Linked DNA regions of Canis lupus: region 1 is linked to region 2. Evidence: chromatin contacts called from public Hi-C data. All regions are on one chromosome and are shown on one strand. The core of a region is the stretch at or near the end of the contact, and the rest is flanking DNA. Distances in the headings are between cores, read along the strand shown.

The links. A called contact is a pair of places that touch in the nucleus more often than the background predicts.
Region 1: a Hi-C map of skin fibroblasts shows a contact between it and region 2, with 7 times the contacts expected there. The contact joins the promoter of HOXA2 here to the enhancer-like site in region 2. A contact is called at or near these places in 2 of 9 Hi-C or Micro-C datasets (amygdala and skin fibroblasts).

What each region holds. Positions count from the first base shown.
Region 1 is chr14:40,371,441-40,376,626 of UU_Cfam_GSD_1.0, reverse strand. HOXA2 (homeobox protein Hox-A2) reads left to right here and starts at 2,854. Exons shown (of 2, transcript XM_038557170.1): 1 at 2,854-4,253; 2 at 4,900-5,186. The coding sequence starts at 3,869. It overlaps LOC119866384 (a long non-coding RNA gene), which reads right to left and starts at 3,061. Exons shown (of 2, transcript XR_005369609.1): 1 at 2,483-3,061; 2 at 1-612.
Region 2 is chr14:39,312,123-39,317,732 of UU_Cfam_GSD_1.0, reverse strand. No RefSeq gene overlaps it. Among named protein-coding and RNA genes, the nearest start is that of MIR148A, 79 kb to the left of the region's middle. Within about 2 kb of position 4,347, at least 9 of the 20 cell types and tissues checked have an H3K27ac peak or open chromatin away from gene starts, as enhancers often do.

The DNA of each region.
Region 1 (5,186 bases), core at 1,605-4,104, 1.1 Mb before region 2:
TATCTTTCTAATAAAAATGCAATTTTATAAGTACTTCTTTCATTTGATGCTGCAAGAGCTAAACATTACATTTCTACTCCTGGATTTAGGATAGGGCTGCCTACTGACTGGCTGGCAGGGGCAAAAGCAGGCACAGGAAAGGGAAATATTTTTACCTTCAGAGTAAAGAATTGCTTGGAGAAGGAACCAAATTCAGAAAGTGAAAACCTCAGAACTGTATCCCCATCAACATCTCCTTTCTAAATTGGAAATGAGGAACCACCTGCGTCTCAGGATCAGAAGCATCTGATGTGAGAAATAAATCCTCCTTCTCCCTGGATTGTATCTTTCAGAGACGGAGGTGAAAAATGTCGCCATTTTGTTTGCAATCCAAAATATCCATCATCATGGCCTCTATCTTTCCCCTGAGAAGCTCCCTCAGGTGATCTTTAGAAATAGGCACTGGAGCCATTTTGGGGGTATCTCTTGGGTCCACAGGAGCTGCTTTTAGGAAACCTTCTCACATTTTAAGAAAAAGAGAAAGGCTCAGAAGATGCAAAGCCAGGCAGCTGTAGAGATCTGGGTGTTTCTCTCACAGCCAGAGATGCTTCTCCCACATCTGTTCTTGGGCTCCTGATACACATTAAAAAAAAAAAAAAAGAGTTTGAGTAGATTTGCTCCTCACCCCACCCCAACCTCCCTGCCGAAATATGGCGCACCTCAGAAATGCAGAGGCTGGAAAACCAACCTTTGTGAGGACCGGAGCTTCCAGTCTTTTGCTTGTTCAGATATGAACTGAGCAGGCTAAGCAACCACAGAATCCTCTTATGAGTAAAAATTTTACAGAACTGTATAAAATTACCTAGTAATATAAGGAACAGTGGAGAGAGCACACGAGACAGAGCGAGAGATCGAGAAAGGGAGAGAGCCAGTGAGCGAGTGCTATCCATTCACAGAGCAAAATCTTGCATAGATACCACTATTTGAACCCATTTCTAAAATCTGCTGTTTATTTGAGAGGGGACTGGTTTGGAGGCATCCTCCTTCCCTCAGGGCACAGATTTTTAAATGAGATTCCAATATCATTTCCCATATCTTGGCAGTCAAAACATTCATTTTGGGTTTCAAAGAGAAAAAAAATATTGATCTCACCTCCAGCTTCAAAGATATTAAAAATAAGTCCTTATTAAAATATTCCTGAGTTAAAGTAACAGATTTGGGGAAGATTTCAATGTTGAATGGGCAAAGAAAAGGGTTTGCTTCCAGATGGTATTTGAATTAAGGCCGCTGAGGCGAGCAGAAAGCTCTCACCCACGCAGCCCCTGACAAAGCCTCAGCGATATGGGGGCAGCGCTGCTCCCTCTCCATAGCTCCCCCTCCCCTTAGCCCCTCAATATTATTTCTGGTAAAAGCAAATGCCAAAAGCCACTATCCCAGAATGTGCAAAGCACCTTTCCTAAAAGCAGCCTTATAACTCTTCCTGCTGCCAAAAAGATATCTTTAAAAAGACTAGTTTTCCTTGTTTACTTGCGTTTCCTGCTCTCCTCTTTGCTCGGCCACATTTGATCTTGGAAAGAGCTCGAAGCTGAAATGTGTTCTTAAGGGCCAGAAGCTGTCAAGGCTTTTGGTGAGCAAGATTGATCGCGCCCAGACTTCCTTCAGAGCTTTGTTTGGAATAAAAGCAAGAAAACTGAAAAACCTCACATTTTCCAAAATAGCATCTCTATCTGTAAGGCGATGCTCTGGGCTAGTCAATGATGGAGGCCGCTTTATATCTAATTTCCAACCCAAGCCTCCTTTGATGCTGGCCTCAGAAATGGAGTCCTAGCCTTGTGCTGCGGTCGGCCTTTCTTGTTTTCTACGTAGATTTTTCTCCCCCACCAACCTCTCTCTCCCTGGCCATCAGAATGATTTATTTTCCTGCCACGGATGCCTGCCGGCCTGGGGGAGTCTGATCACTTGGTCCATTTCAAAGGAAGCAAAAGCGAATCATCATCCTCAGGGTTTGAGGGAAAAGAGATACCTTCAGATTTCTCTCTCAGCCTCCTCCCCTCCTTCTGGCTTGGTGGATTTGTAAAAAGTTACTGTTTGATTCCTAAAGGTGTTATCTTTTGAACCCTCCAGCACAGTCCAAGATGCCCTCAGTCTCAAGTCTCCGAATTGGAAAAGAGAGCGAGTGAACAGAGAAAAGAGAACCTTTATAATTCCTCCTGAGGTTGCCCTCTCTCACCTGCGGTGCTGTTTCCCACAGCAGAACCTGAGTGCAAACATCGCTGGTGGCCAAGGAGCAGAAAGGTGCGGGAGACGATTTGGGCTGCCAGGGAACACACATTGCATCTGAACGCACAAGCCCCCAATCAGAGCGAAAAGGACCAGGAGAAGGAGAGGAAAAGAAAAAGAAAAAGAGAAAGAAAGAAAGGAAGGAAGGAAGAAGAGGAACAAGCGCCTTCTCCCTCCCTGCTGCTAACTTCCAACAGACTTCCTGGAAATCAGAAATACTCACCGCACCCGAGCCCTACGGGTATGAAACCCAGAATGCCAGGAGCCGCAGGAGCCTGCTCCGGGTGGCATTGCTTTGGTTGGCCGCCGCCCTGGCTACAGGGATTTGGACACATGGACCTGGGGTTGTTGTCTTGCTTGGCACATGCATCTATCTTTCTCGAGCCACTCCTGAAAAGTTGATGGCACAGGAAGGTTGGGAAGCTTTGAGAGCCGCCTCCCGTCTTCCGCTTCCCTCTGGAGCCAGATGCCTAGCTGCCCTGGAAAAGCCGGCTAACAATGGGCCGGGTCCGGGTCCGGGGGCGAGGACTCGGAGCTGGGCTTTGGGAGGGGGGCGAGGGCATGCGGGAGGGGTTTGGGGGAAGGAGAGGTGGACAGAAGTGAGAGGGAAGGGGAGAGGGGAGAAGAGGGAAAAAAAGATGAAAAGAGGTAAAGACAGAGAGGAAGGAAAACAAGGATCACTTGTGAGATCCAGGAACTGGTTAGAAAAGGCGGAGGAGGAAAAGGGGAATAAAAGAGGGGAGACCCCAAAATGAATCCTCTCTTCTGTGTCTCCTCTCTTCCTCTCCTTCTCTCTCCTTCTCTCTCTCTCTCTCTCTCCCCCCCCCCCCCTCCCTCCCTCACCCTCTCTCTTTCTTCTCCCTGTCTCATCTCTCCTCTCCCTCTGCTCCTTCCTCCTGCCTTAACAGAACTTATGTGGCTGGGATGCGGGGCTCTCGGGTGTCAAAACTTTGAAGATTAATGGATTACTTTGTTAATGACTGCAGGCGTCAGACTGAGGTGCTTAAATGATTTGTGAGGTGCGAGGCGTCTTCCCGACAGTCCCAAACAATGCGCGGAGTGTGCGGGGGAGGCAGAGGGCAGCCGCCGGCGGGCCGGCAGCAGGGCTCACACTCGCACACACTCACACTCCACACACTCCCAGGCGCGCACACCAGATCTGTGCAGATCAGGAGGCAGGCAGGCACCCTGGCCCCCACGCACTCCCGGGCATCCCCACCCACACCCACCTATATGTATTTTTGCCCTGAAAAAAGTGTAAATAAAGCCTCGCTGGCCCCCAATGAGGCGTTCCTTCCCGACTTTTTTGGATCAATCAAACAGACAGTGGCTTCTTTTGATTAAAGCCCAAATTGTCATTGGGCAGAAGCAATCATGTGACAGCCAATTCGGTCCAATTTCAACCTTGTCTCCATGAATTCAATAGTTTAATAGTAGCGCGGTCCCCATACGGCTGTAATCAGTGAATTAGAAAAAAAACACCCCAGCAGCGATCTTCTATGATAGATTTTTTTTTTCCTCTGCTCTCGTCTTTTTCTTGGGCCTTGCCCCCCCAAAGCCCCTCCAGAAGAGGGAACTTTTTCTCCGAGGGGGCTCCAAGGAGAAGGCCATGAATTACGAATTTGAGCGAGAGATTGGTTTTATCAATAGCCAGCCGTCGCTCGCTGAGTGCCTGACATCTTTTCCCCCTGTCGCTGATACATTTCAAAGTTCATCAATCAAGACCTCGACGCTTTCACACTCGACACTGATTCCTCCTCCTTTTGAGCAGACCATTCCCAGCCTGAACCCGGGCAGTCACCCTCGCCACGGCGCTGGCGGCCGCCCCAAGCCGAGCCCCGCGGGCAGCCGCGGCAGTCCGGTGCCCGCCGGCGCCCTGCAGCCGCCCGAGTACCCCTGGATGAAGGAGAAGAAGGCGGCCAAGAAAACCGCGCTGCCGCCCGCCGCCGCCGCCGCCGCCGCCGCCACCGGCCCTGCCTGCCTCGGCCACAAAGGTCAGTCCAAAGACTTGGCCCCAGGTCCCGGGACCCCTTCTCCCCGCCCGGGCTGCCCGGGGAGCCGCTCTGGGGGAGGGGAGCGTGGGCTGGGAGAGCAGGGGGAGAGAGGAGAGATGCTTGGCTGCCTTCCCTTCCCCTGTGGGCTCAGGAGTGGGTTTGATGGAGAGAAAAGGGATCCTGCGCTGCACAATGAGACACACATATATTTTTAAGAAGAGGGGGGCGAAAACTTTCCCTAACTTGTGTAATGTGGGATGATTTATTTGAGTTGGAACTGACCTCCTCTTGTCTAGTTGTCCTAGAGTTTGGCTTTTTGACAGTAATGAAGAGTGATAGATCGCTCTTGCTCAGCTAAGCAGCTGATGCATTAATTATAAATTGTGGTGTGGCTAATATAAAGTTTGCTCCCGGATGGAGAGGTTGGGGGGAGCCACAGGCAGGAATTTGATGGAGGTGGAAGAGATGGGGTCTCCCCGGGCTGGGCTCCCAGGAAAGGCAGCACAATAGCTCTCCTGCATCCAGGGGCGGCCATTTTGTTGCAGTTGATCTTTTCTGCTATATTTATTCTCCAGTGGAATAACCCCGCTCGGACCCCTCCACCTCCAACTGTGCGTGTGTCTCTTGTTGGTTTCCTTTTCCGCAGAATCCCTGGAAATCGCCGATGGCAGCGGCGGGGGCTCCCGGCGCCTGAGAACTGCTTACACCAACACGCAGCTTTTGGAGCTGGAGAAAGAATTTCATTTCAACAAGTACCTTTGCAGACCCCGAAGGGTGGAAATTGCAGCGCTGCTGGATTTGACTGAGAGACAAGTGAAAGTGTGGTTTCAGAACCGGAGGATGAAGCACAAGAGGCAGACCCAGTGCAAGGAGAACCAGAACAGCGAAGGGAAATTTAAAAGCCTCGAAGACTCTGAGAAAGTGGAGGAGGAC
Region 2 (5,610 bases), core at 3,098-5,597:
GTAGCCGGCTGCCAGTTCCCTGAGCTCTCTTGAGTTTATCACAATGGCATGGCTATTAAAGGATTTCAGTGTTGCTTGTTTTGATCTATGGCCTTCAAGCAAGCGAAAAATCCTGCCTACTTCGCTCCTAATTATACCGGCTTCTCAGATTTCGTCTATTCGGGCCCAATGCAAGCATCAAGCTCTTTGTGTAAATTTCCATTTAGGGCTCCTTAATGATTTTTTTCTTTATATGTGGGTGGTGGTCATCAACTTTAAATTATTTATTATTTATTATTTTTTATTTGCAGAGTTAAAGAGCCCCATCACCACCGCCCAAGGTTAGCTTTCTCATTTTCAGGGAGTTCTAACGCCAGTTCAGAGCCCTAAGCATCCTGGGCCCTAGTTAACAACACACACCTTAAGGCAATGTTTCTCATATTTTGTTGTGTTTGAGTGTTTTATATATAATCTTCTAAGTACCTACGGGGTTGGGCCGCGGCCTCTCTCTTCGTGGCAAAGGCACCCTCTGGAAACCTCCCGCAGTAACTTCTCACCCCAATAAATTAAATGCAGCCACAGTGTGGTCCATTACTCCGGAGTGTGAGGTGACGGCGCCTGTCAAAGGTGGCTGGCCGAGTACAGACCCTTAAATATTCCTACAGATAATAAATATCTGTGCAAGGAGCGGATGTAAATAATAGGTTCATATTCGTTTAGAAAGCTCTGAACTACGGCCATGAATAAACGCACTGCAGACCTGATGAATGCCCCCAAGTCTTTCACAGAGGTGGGGGGCTGGTCTTGAAAATCTTTTGCCCGGTGCTGGGAGGCTGGACTCTAGGCGCTGAGGGCACCAGCGCCGTGCTAGTTCCTCGTCGGGGGCCTCCAGGAATGTAAATACCACGAGTTTACACAGGTCCAGGCCCCCCTCCGCCCACCCCGGAAAATGCTTATTAGCAAATCATTTTAATTCCGAAGCTGTCGAGAATATTTGCATTCACTTGGCCGCACGGAGTTAGGAGTTCTAGAGGGAAAACTCTGTCCTTGTCATCCTTTCCTCGCGGGCTGGGAAGCAGGGTCACTGAGTCCTGGGCTCTCCTTCCACAGTCTCTGGGCTGAGTTCACACGCGCAGGTGGAGGTGAACCCCTCTTTGCCCTGGGGGCTGCAGATGCACGCCTTGCCCAGCACTCAGGGGCGGGGTTCAGAAACCGACGTTAAAACGCGGAGCAAGTTGCAGGGGAGTCGGAGGTCAGTCACTTCTGCTGCTCCTCCTATGACCCGGGGCTGTCTCTCAAATAAATGCTCATTGCTTTTTTTTTTTTTAATTTGCCCTTAAATTTCATTATTTTGGTGCCTGATCTTTAAATATGCCTCAATGCATCACATAATCTTTTTTTACACCCCCCCCCGAATTTGTTTGTCTCTTGGGGTTCTCTATGCTTTCTATTTTTTTTTTATCAGTAGTGTAGCTTTATTTTGGAAAAGAAGAATTTTCTCCTTGGAAGTGGGGCCAATGATCAAATCTCCAACTCCTCTTTTCCTGGAACTTAATCCTGCATTTACTCCTGGATCATGAAACATTTAAACCATTTAACACGTCCATGACTGATCAACTTTAGAATTATGATCTACTTTTAAAATTGGAAATGTTATCTTGGTGTGTATATGTGCGTGTCTTGTTATTGACAGATCATGTTACTCTCCTTTCCGTGGAAAAAAGAATACTTGCACGTGTGAATTTGAGTATTTGTTCATCTAGAGCAACGATGTCTGCTAAGCTTGATTTTTTTTTTCAGATACTTCTTTGCATCTCATATTCAGAGTATTAACAACATTCAAACTCAAAACAAAACACCTCTTCCAGTGTTGTGGAGGGAGGTCCACTGACGTCCAACAACAGATGCCTTTTCTTTACTTTTTGTTTGTTTGTTTTCTTTCCTTAACTTTTCTTCTCCCTCCCCTTGGTCCACAGCTCCTTTAGTTATTTTGGCCTGGGTGAGCACCAGCTGTAAACTCCATGTTTGGGTTGGTTCTGCGACAGTCGCATCCCATGCGCGATCTGAGTGCAGCTCTGGGGGACATGCAGAAGCACACTAGCTGTCATTCTCAGAGGAAAGACATCCCACGTTAATGCCCGCCTGGGAAGAATCCCGGAAAGCCGAGAATTCCTACGAGCTGCAGCCCACTAAGCGACCAAGGACTACAAGGATCACTGCCTCTTAGACTTTTGACAAACGGTGTTGGGCTTGATTTTAAAATTCTGTTTAGTTGTTGTTGCTGCTGGGAATGTGGGCCTTTCTGATGAAGACCTTCCTGGCCTTCCAGCGCAGGTCGTCTCCCTGACCGCCACTCGGATGGCTTTCATTTAGGGAGGGCCGGCCTTCAGGTGACATTTCCCCCTAATCTAACAGTCAACTGCAAGTTGTTTAGTTCACATTTGGGGCTTTTAGCGCGGAAAAGCCTGTGGAAAAGGCTCGACTTGACTTTTACCATCACATCCCCAAAGCAGGGCCCCCTCCAGAGCGCTCGCCTGGTCCCGCGGTGCCCCTAGCGCGGTGTCTAGCGTGGAGTTACAGGCCGGGACCGAGCCAAGATCAGAGGCTGCAGGGCTCGCCCGAGTTTAAAGGGAGCCTTGCTACCGGAAGTCATTTGACAGATCTCAGGCAGGCCTTTCTTCTAATCTTTACTGCTCGGCAGAGCTTTGCAAATCTCTAAACACGCTGTAACCGTCTTCAAACAGTGTTCCAGACACACTTGAGGGTGGGGTTTTACTTTAGGACCGGGTGGCAGGGAAGCTGCATCTGCAGAGGCCACCTCCACAGTCGGGTCTGTACCCTTTCCAGCTCTTCTTGAGACCCTTATCTCCTCCGGTTAAGCGGGTTCCCACGCCTCCGTCCGCCCACCCAGCCCCAGGAGCCCTCCGGTCCCGGGAGGCCTGGGTCTCAGTCGACCTCCTGCTGGAGAATCCCGCTGCGCCCCAGTGGCGGGCGGCAGCGGGAGAACCCCTCGGGAGCTTAGCCGGGAGCGGCAGGGGCGGGGCAGGTGATTTATGACCCTGATCAACTTTTTAGGAAGCAGAAATTAACCTGAAGGGGATTAGGCTCGAGCTTTGAAGTTCACGGTTTTGTTTTCCTTCAACTCAGCCCTGCGATCAAACGGTTCTTGATTCTTTCTGCCCGCCTCCTCCAACTCCTCCCTAGGTCTCTCATCACCCCACTCCTATCCCCCAGCAACTTTCCCTATATGGATTTTCATAATTAAAAAAAAAAAAAGAAAGAGAAAAGGAAAATGAAAAAAAAAAAAAAAAAAAACCCTTCCAGACCAGAGACTGAAGTTCCTGACTGTGACCTAGTGAACGGAGGCAACATAGTGTCTGTCCCCTCTGACTTCTTGGAATCGTGTTTTACGCTAGAATCTGTTATTTATATTTGGAGGTGGGGAGTAGTAAATTTAAGTCCCCCCCCCCCCTTTTTTTTCCTTTTTCTTTTGGCTCCTTCTCGTTTGTTCCACTCTCAGGGATGGATCTTCCTTCGCAGAGCAGAAGCCCAGCCAGGGTTGGGGTGATCAGTGGCTCTGTGGGTGACCATTAACTTCTCAGCGCGTCCTCCAGGTACAGCAGGTTTGTGGATTCCTCTCCTAGTTGACCAGAGTATTCAAACTCGGACGGGAAAGATCTCCCTTGCCGCCTGGCGCTCTTACCTTGGCCCCCCTTTATTTCCATACCTTTAGACTCCTCTCCCGCCACCCGCCTCCCCCCGCCCCGCCGCCCGCACTCGCCTCCCCCTAGCCCCCAAACTGCAGGTCTCCAGGGGGAATCTGTCTCCTGCGGTTTTTTCCCGCAGGCGCCTGCTGAAAAGGCAATTTCCTTGGGGGTGTGGTTGGGGCGAGAGAAAAACAGAAACCAGGATTGTTTGGGGCCTGAAACCATCCAAGTTTTATTGCATCCGCTACAAAGTCAACTAACTCTTAATGAGCATCCAAGCGGAAAAAGGCCGAGGTTTACTCGGTGTTAAGGCAGAGGTGGTGGTGGGGGGGGGGTGGGGTGGGGGGGGGTTGCTTATTTCTTTTTCTTGCAACCAAAGGTTGCAACACCTTCCTAAGGGGCTCTTCCCAACGCCAAGAGTACAGACAAGAAAGTCGAAAGGCATCAGGTTTCAGCTCCCTGAGATCGAAGATCATTCGGCCACGAGGACCTTCTAAGTTGGCCCTGTCTACAGCTTGTAATGAAAAGGATAATCTGTCTTGTAATAAAAAACAGGACTCACACAAACAAACCCAGCATCCAACCGCCTTCCACCGCGCCTCGCTCTTCCCTAATAGGGGCCAGTGACAAAATTGCCATCCAGTTCCACCCGAAAAAAGAGGAAGCAGTAGATCTTCCTTTTAATAACTTCCCAAAGTGTTACAAATAATAAAAGGGACGCATAAATCATCGCGGGCGCGACTGAACGTGGAGCACGGGAGGATTTACTCCTCTCAAACCTTGACTCCCAACCGCGTCCTCATTGGCTGCTTCCCTGTAGCCCGGCCCCCCCAGTCCGCCCTCTTATTGGTCTGTCAGGCTAGGTGACGCGCGGAGGGGGCGTGGCGTCGGCGGGGGCAGGAGTCTAGCAGTGCGCATGCTCCCTGTGGCGTGAGCGTGTGATTGACAGCTGTGCGCGCCTGCGCGTGCGTGAGAGTGGGTGGCGGCGGGGTGCTGGGGGCGCGGGGGTGCTGGTGGTGATAGTGGTGGCGAAGAGTGCTCGAATTGAGGCTGCCTCTGCCCGCTCTGTGGGTGCAGTCCTCTTCGCGGGCATTTTCCGCTGAGTCAGAAGGGCTGACAGTTACAGACCTAGACTCCCCGGGCTTGGGAGACGGCCTGGAAGCGATTTAGGGAGGGTCTCCAGCAGTAGGCTAATTGGAAAGGGAGCAAGGAGAAGTAGAAGGCATGCTCCACTGTGTTTGAAGAAGATACTTAAAAATACCCGGGAAGAGATGTGATTTTGCCGCTGTGTCGGTGTGTGCATTTCCTGCGAAGCGCGCACTAAATCACAGCCCACACACCTCTTGCCCACCTTTGCTCAGCTCCCACCCAGCCCGGTCCCCTGCAGGCTCGGGTACACGCGGGCGCGAGCACATCTGAGTCCCTCGTAGTCATGCAAATCAGGACCAACTTGCCAGAGACGCCGGAAATTCGGTGGTAATCCCTAACTGAAAGAAAGAAAGAAAGGAAAAAAAAAAAAAAAACAAAAAACGGGAAAAAAGCAAAAAGTCAAAAAGAAAGGGAGAAAGAAGTAAAAAAAAAAAAAAAATGAAAGAGGAAAGAAAAACAAAACTGGAAATACGTAGCAACCCGTAAGACACGAGTGTCAAAAATAAATAAAATACCGACCGGGGAGGGGGGGCAAAATTCGCTAGTGATTGAATGTGAAGTTTAAAATTAATTTCCCAACCTGGCTCGTGTCATAGAAACGACTGCAGCCTATTGCACTGTGGTTGTTAACGCCTCGTACAAAATTCTTGAGAGCCGAGGGCTGGCTCCGCGGGTTAGGAGAAACGTGGCTCCGTTGCCCTGTTGCATCCAAATTCTCCTCTCGGACAAGTTTCTTCGGTGTGTTGGAGCTGGGCGGAAAGGCTGGAGGGTGTTT